Regions from separate parts of the Gossypium hirsutum genome. Here region 1 is linked to region 2. The links are chromatin contacts, called in public Hi-C maps. All regions are on one chromosome and are shown on one strand. The core of a region is the stretch at or near the end of the contact, and the rest is flanking DNA. Distances in the headings are between cores, read along the strand shown.

What was found. Hi-C and Micro-C count contacts between places; a contact is called where the count stands out from the background.
Region 1: a Hi-C map of leaf shows a contact between it and region 2, with 2.4 times the contacts expected there. The contact joins the promoter of LOC107910322 here to the enhancer-like site in region 2. A contact is called at or near these places in 3 of 34 Hi-C or Micro-C datasets (hypocotyl and leaf).

What each region holds. Positions count from the first base shown.
Region 1 is chrD02:16,928,405-16,931,854 of Gossypium_hirsutum_v2.1, reverse strand. LOC107910322 (kinesin-like protein KIN-7N) reads left to right here and starts at 1,848. Exons shown (of 17, transcript XM_016838138.2): 1 at 1,848-2,071; 2 at 2,154-2,243; 3 at 2,340-2,458; 4 at 2,554-2,667; 5 at 2,752-2,833; 6 at 2,919-2,986; 7 at 3,068-3,145; 8 at 3,249-3,391. The coding sequence starts at 1,927.
Region 2 is chrD02:16,720,505-16,723,666 of Gossypium_hirsutum_v2.1, reverse strand. No RefSeq gene overlaps it. Among protein-coding and RNA genes, the nearest start is that of LOC121214645, 27 kb to the right of the region's middle. Within about 2 kb of position 1,771, at least 7 of the 9 cell types and tissues checked have an H3K27ac peak or open chromatin away from gene starts, as enhancers often do. A contact at or near this core is called in leaf, where this site is marked.

The DNA of each region.
Region 1 (3,450 bases), core at 599-3,098, 210 kb before region 2:
TTCGCAATTGATTCCTAGTTTAATAGCACGATGATGGAGGATGTAGAAATCAAGAAGTTATAAGTAAGGGTGGTTGATGCCAATAATTGTGATTAAAGGTAGTGCCCAGCACTCAACAAATTTAGCAAGAACTGGGTAATAAGGTCAAACGTATAATAAATAAATTATTATATATAAAATAAAACTAAAAACAAGAAAAAAAATATTTTACTTATTAAATTATTACTTAATAAAAAAAATACATGTTAGAATAGAAGAAAAATGAGTATTTATTTATAATTTTGTATCATTTTATTGAAAATGAATTTTTAAATATTTTATTTTTATTTTTAAATTTTTAAGAATTAAGACTAAATTGGCAGAATGTGTAGAGTTGAAGGATAAATCTGTTGAATTTTTTAGAATTAGGATCAAATTGATAGAACTTATAAACATTATAGGGCTAAATTTGTTATTATGTCTATAAACATACTATGTCAATATTATGTTAGTGATTTAATGGAGGAGTGACTAAAATATTAAATTTCGATAATGTTAGTGACTAAAATAAAAGTAAAATTTGAATGACCAAAACAAAAATAAACTAATAATTGAGTAACAATCTATATAGTTTACCCTAAAAAATCAATTAAATAATGTAAGCCGAAGGCTTCATTGGCAAGAAAAATGATACTTAAGGATTCAAAGCCCTGTTCGTTTTCCTATGTCTCTTCTCCAATCTGGAATGAATTCATTAATAACAGAAGTTTGGCATTAACATGTTTAGTTAACGTTTGTTATAACCGAAGTAGACCTATCAAAATATAATAAGAAGTTGTCAAATATTAATGAAAAAAAGGTTCTTTGATTACCTCTATACTTTAATAAATCTTTTAATGTGTATCTATTATATTTCTTAGGGTCGATTCCAATGCTATCTCTCAAATCTTAACTGTGACGGAGCTAGGGTCATGGAAAAGCACATATTCTGAATAGAGGAGATTTTATGGTGGACGGTAGAGATAGGAACTTCTTTCAATTTTAAGGTTTCAACCGTAGATTTGGGGGATTCAAAGCTGTTTTTGGGGAAAAGAAGGTTTAAATAGGGTAGAGCAATTTTCAGTTAAAATAAAAAAAAATCGGCTACACTAGTTCTTTGATAAGGGTTATGGGATGATGGCCACAGGCTCGCCGATACTAGTTTTTGTGATGAAGAGAGAAAGCAAAGGAAGCGGTAAATCTTTCGGTCCCTTTTTCGACTTGAATGAAGGACGGACGGTGGCTAAACAATGACGTAAAGGCAGAGGCTAGGGATTATCGTGAAAGAAAATAAAAATTGTTATTACTTTTAATTTAATTTAATTGCTTTAATAAAATATTTTTCATCTTTTTTTTTTGTTAAAAATAGATATGCTAATTTTGGCATTTTTCATAGATTCTTTGATATAATTTTTTTTCAAGTCCTTAGACTTGATTGATTAACCATTTTTCTAACCAAAAAAAAATGCCAAGCCATGTGGCAATATAAAATTTATCCACGTGTCACTCTAGTTAGAATTAACTTTGTTTTTGAAAGTAGAAATATCGAGAAATTTTATCATTATCCATTTTAAATATTTAATTTTGATCGAACTTTCTTCCACAATTATGTTGTATTCTATACCATTAAGAACTACAAAAGTGGAAAGTATCTAAGCTGGCCCTTGGAAATTACATGGGCTTCTCGTAAGGTTGATACAATCATCCAACTGAGGCATGTGGGCTATTCTCTTGCCCAAAGAAACTGGGCCAGTAGACATGTTCTTTAGGGTCCGAGTACCCATCCAATCCTCCATTTTAAGGGCATTTCCGTCAATCCAAAACATTCAAATACAAATTCCCCCGTTTTCACAATGCATAAAGATCCCGCCTTAGCTCTCGCTCTGCAACTCAACGTTTAAAAAGAAAATGGAGAAGATCTGCGTAGCAGTGAGAGTAAGACCTCCAATTTGCCATGAAAATTCTTCTTCAAATTTCTGGGGAGTCGATGATAATCAAATCTCTCTTCACAAGCTCCACGGCAGCCCAATTTCCGGCGTTTCTTACACTTTCGGTAAATTTTCATTTCCCAAATCCTTTTTACCTTCCCAATTCCAATTCTCATTCCTTGAAGTGTTTTTTTTTTTTGTTTCTAGATCATGTCTTCGATGAGAATTGCTCGAATTCAGATATTTACGAGCTTCTTACTAAGGATATTATTCATGCTGCTGTCGACGGCTTTAACGGTTTACATTTTATCCCCTTTTTTAGCCCTAATTTTGATGATCTGGTATAAAAATTGATTAATTTGTATATGATTTACAATTTTATTTATGTTTTAGGAACGGCTTTTGCATACGGGCAAACAAGCAGCGGCAAGACCTTCACTATGAACGGTTCATCTAACGATCCCGGAATTATTCATCGAGCAGTTAACGATATATTTCAGAAAATAAATATGGTAATTTAACGAAATTTGGTTCTTTCCCGAAGCAGTTAACGATATATTTTAGAAGCTTTGGCTTTGATTTTCTTGTTGTTGAATTGAATTCCCAGATTTCTGATCGAGAGTTTCTCATCCGAGTTTCCTACATGGAAATTTACAATGAAGAAATTAACGACCTTTTTGCTGTAGAGAATCAGAAATTGCAGATTCATGAGAATTTAGAGGTCAGCCATTGATTAAACTTTGATGCAGTATCAAATGTGTACCATAATGCTCAAAACTAACTGATTTTTTCTTGTTTGTTTTAGCGTGGGATTTTCGTTGCGGGTCTTAGGGAGGAAATTGTGAACAATGCTGAACAAGTGATGAAGCTCCTGGAGTCTGGAGAAGGTCCTTTAAACTTCTTATTTTTGCCATTGGTTTAACTGGGTAGTTGTTTATTTTTAATAATTTGTTTAAATCATTTTCCTTACAGTTAATAGGCATTTTGGTGAGACAAATATGAATGCACGAAGTAGTAGGTCTCATACAATATTCAGAGTGGTATGGTCTTTTAACATATTGTTGAACATGAATATTACTATTTTACTTTTAATATTCGTTGTATTTATTTTACATTACTAGGTGATAGAAAGCAAGGGAAAGGATACGGGCTCTTTTGGTGATTATTCAATCAGTGATGCCATACGCGTCTCAGTTTTGGTATGTACCTTATATTACTATAGACTTTCCCCCCTTTTATCTAGTTTATACCTTGTCCCATTAGTTTTATGAATGTTATTTTAATTCCTTTAATTGAAAGCAGAATTTGGTTGATTTGGCTGGTTCTGAGCGGATTGCTAAGACTGGAACTGGTGGAGTACGTTTGAAGGAAGGAAAGTATATTAACAAGAGCTTAATGGTTCTTGGTAATGTAATTAACAAACTTAGTGATAGTGCAAAACGAAGGTACTTGTTTTGCTTATCCTGTGAGAAGTAACTTATCTGTATCGAATAACTATGTTCTA
Region 2 (3,162 bases), core at 522-3,021:
GGATTGTATGGAACTGTGGTTCTACGTTATTCTTATCCCTTTCAAATAGGAGAATGACAAATCAAATTTTTCCTCTTGATTTTCAGCCTTTTCTTCCTGAAAAATTCAAATCCAACTGAAAATGTTAAAAATTAGAAAGAAAAAATTTGATTTATCATTCTTCTATTAGAAAAGAATAAAAAAGACATAAAATTACAGGTTCATACAATCTTTTCTCTCAATATAAAAGTAAATTAGAAGATTAATTAGTACTATATGTGCAAGTTCCGTATGTTGGAATTTGTCTTCCCTTTTTATTATTGTCCTTTTATACATGTTCTGTGTTGGGATCTTAGGTGTTTTTTTTCTCAAGTTTTATCTCATATTCAAGCATTTTCTTGCTGGACACCATATTTTTACCAGATAGTTTGTATATTGATATTGATCTAATATGGAAACCTATATACCGATAAGTGTAATAAAGGGAATAAGATATACAAAATTCTTCATGAGAGACATTCAGTAATTTGTAGGACAAAATTTTCATAAGGACGGGAGGGTTATACTGTCCCGTAAATTACGATATTACACGTGACATAATTTCGAGTTCGAATATTAAAAAAATTATTATCAGGGGTGAGTAAAACTCAATTCGGTTTGAAAAAATTAATTTTTTTTTATTTTTGAGTTAATCGAATCGAGTTATCCATTTTTTTCAAATCAACTCGAATAAGTAATTTGAGTTTAGTTGAATTTTACAATTTAAATAACTCGAATAATTCAAATAACTCAAATAACATATTGGTATAAATACCATTTTGGTCCCAATCAATTTTGAAAATGAGCAAATTGGTCTCTCTCAACAATAACTACAAAATAATTCAAAATAATTTTAAAATTTAAAATATTTATAAAATTTCCAAAATTTATATTTAAAAAAAGATATAAAAATAAAAAATTCTAAAGAATATATAAAAAGTTAATTTTTCTAAAACAATAATTTTGGGACCTAAGTAAATAAATTAAAATTTTAAGTTTATCATACTAAAATATCTTCTTTTTTTTCTTATTTTGCTTTGAAAGAGTTTTCAAATATATATGACTTCAAATTTATGTGCTCTAACATGAAATTAGTTATTTTGTGTAATAAGATTTTAATTTGGCATGTTTAACTCGAACAATTTTACTCTATCCGATTCGACTCGAACTTCATTTCACCCGATTCAAAAATTTTCAAGTGGAGTTAGGATGATAAAATAGGACTCTTCAACTCAATTAACTTAAAATTTTTTCGCTCGATTCAATCAAACGTTCACCCCTAATTATGAGAAGAATTTAAGGAATGAATCAAATAAGAAATTTTATTGAAGGAATATGATATTGGAGAAGGAATTACATGAAAAGAAATATAAAAGTGAAAGTATGACAAAATGACCGAATCACAAATTTTGGAAAGTTTGAGCACTAAAGTGCAATTTGACCAAAATGTTAAAAATGTGAGTTGTTATTGATTATTTAAGAATAAGTTATATGCAATGGTATGATGGAAATCAATTTTGAGACTAAATAGGGAAAATTTGAAAGTAGAAGGATTAAATTGTAAATTTTCCACTGCAGAAACTGTTAAAAGGGCAAAGATGGGCAACGGTAATTTAATTAATTCTTGAGACTTTTATGATATTTAATTATGATATTTGATATTCAAAAGTATTTTGAATCGTTGAAACCTAGTATTGAAGAAAATTGACATCGAAAGATTGGGCTTAAACCTTGGGCCCATTTGTTAATCTTAAATGGGGAAAGAACCCCCCATCAACTTCATTTTCCTTCTTCTCTAACAGGCAGCAACCTCCCATGGTTGACCACCTTCTTTTTTATTTTCTTTGTCTTTTTCTCCATTTTCTCAAAAAAATTGTCACCTTCCACCTTGAGGTTTTGTCAAAATCTCCATGGAAACCACTTTCTAAGCTCAATTCCTTCAATTTCAATATAGGGTTTATGGATTCTAAAGATACAAATACCGATCATATAAATTCATTTATTCATCAAATTTTACTTTCCAAAGATGAATACCTAATTTATACTTGCGCCATGAAATTATAAACTATGATAGTCATTTAAAAGGAGATAAGATTACTATGTGACCTTTTCTATGGTTCTACTAATACAAATTTTGTAACGATGACAAAATAATTGTCAAGTTTTCCTTGAATGGTATATGAAATTTTACAACATTGTCACCTCAGTATCCATTATCCACCGTTAATTGTAAATTAAATGAAAAAGCAATTGTGATATACTAATAAAATATAATTAAAACATGGTGTTTGCAAAAGTATACATATATAGAGAGATTAACCAAAGCAAAATTAACATTCTGCCATCATGAATCATGAAAAAAAGGAGCTTCTAGCAATTTAAAAGGAAACCTACCATCTTCGAGGAATCTCCCTGAGTGGGATTGTTGAATGTTCCCATTAGATGAAATGCAACAAATCAATATCTATTCAACTGAAAAGGCTTCAAATTTCTTTTAATCACACTTCACCACTCACCTCTACATTCATTCAACAATGGACAAATTCTACATAACATAACTGCATAATCCACATAAAACCTGACCACAATTTGCAGATGTTGAACAAGATAACAATGTTATGTATTATGACAAATGTAAATTTTTGTTCTTTTCTAACTAGTACCAAAATGCTGTTTGCAGTAGACAACTTAAGGACAAAGCTAACAACAATCATAAGAAATTAAAATTTTGAGTTAATCTAAACTAACCAATGACGAAAATGAGGTCTAAATGCAGACCCACTGGTCAACTCAGGAACTAGCCAGTACACTGATTCGGAGAACCGCTATTGAATTGCCAACCCCGAAACGTATACAACGGTAAGCGGGTTTATATGATTTTTGCTCCAATTTTTTTCGACCAACCAACCAACCCAAAGAAAAAAATTTAACACCTAACCCAAAATAAGTTGTGATTCTTCATTTCTCTTTCTCCTATTTTCTTAGATTATCGTTATCCTTTCCCTTTTCAACCCAAGAGACCATCATTTTTTTCTTCTTGACGCAAACTCTCAATGGAAGATTGATTGGATAACGAGAGTGACCCAAAAATAAGGGAGAGGGGAAGAGAAATGAAGAAAAGAAATTAAAAATTAAAAAAATGGA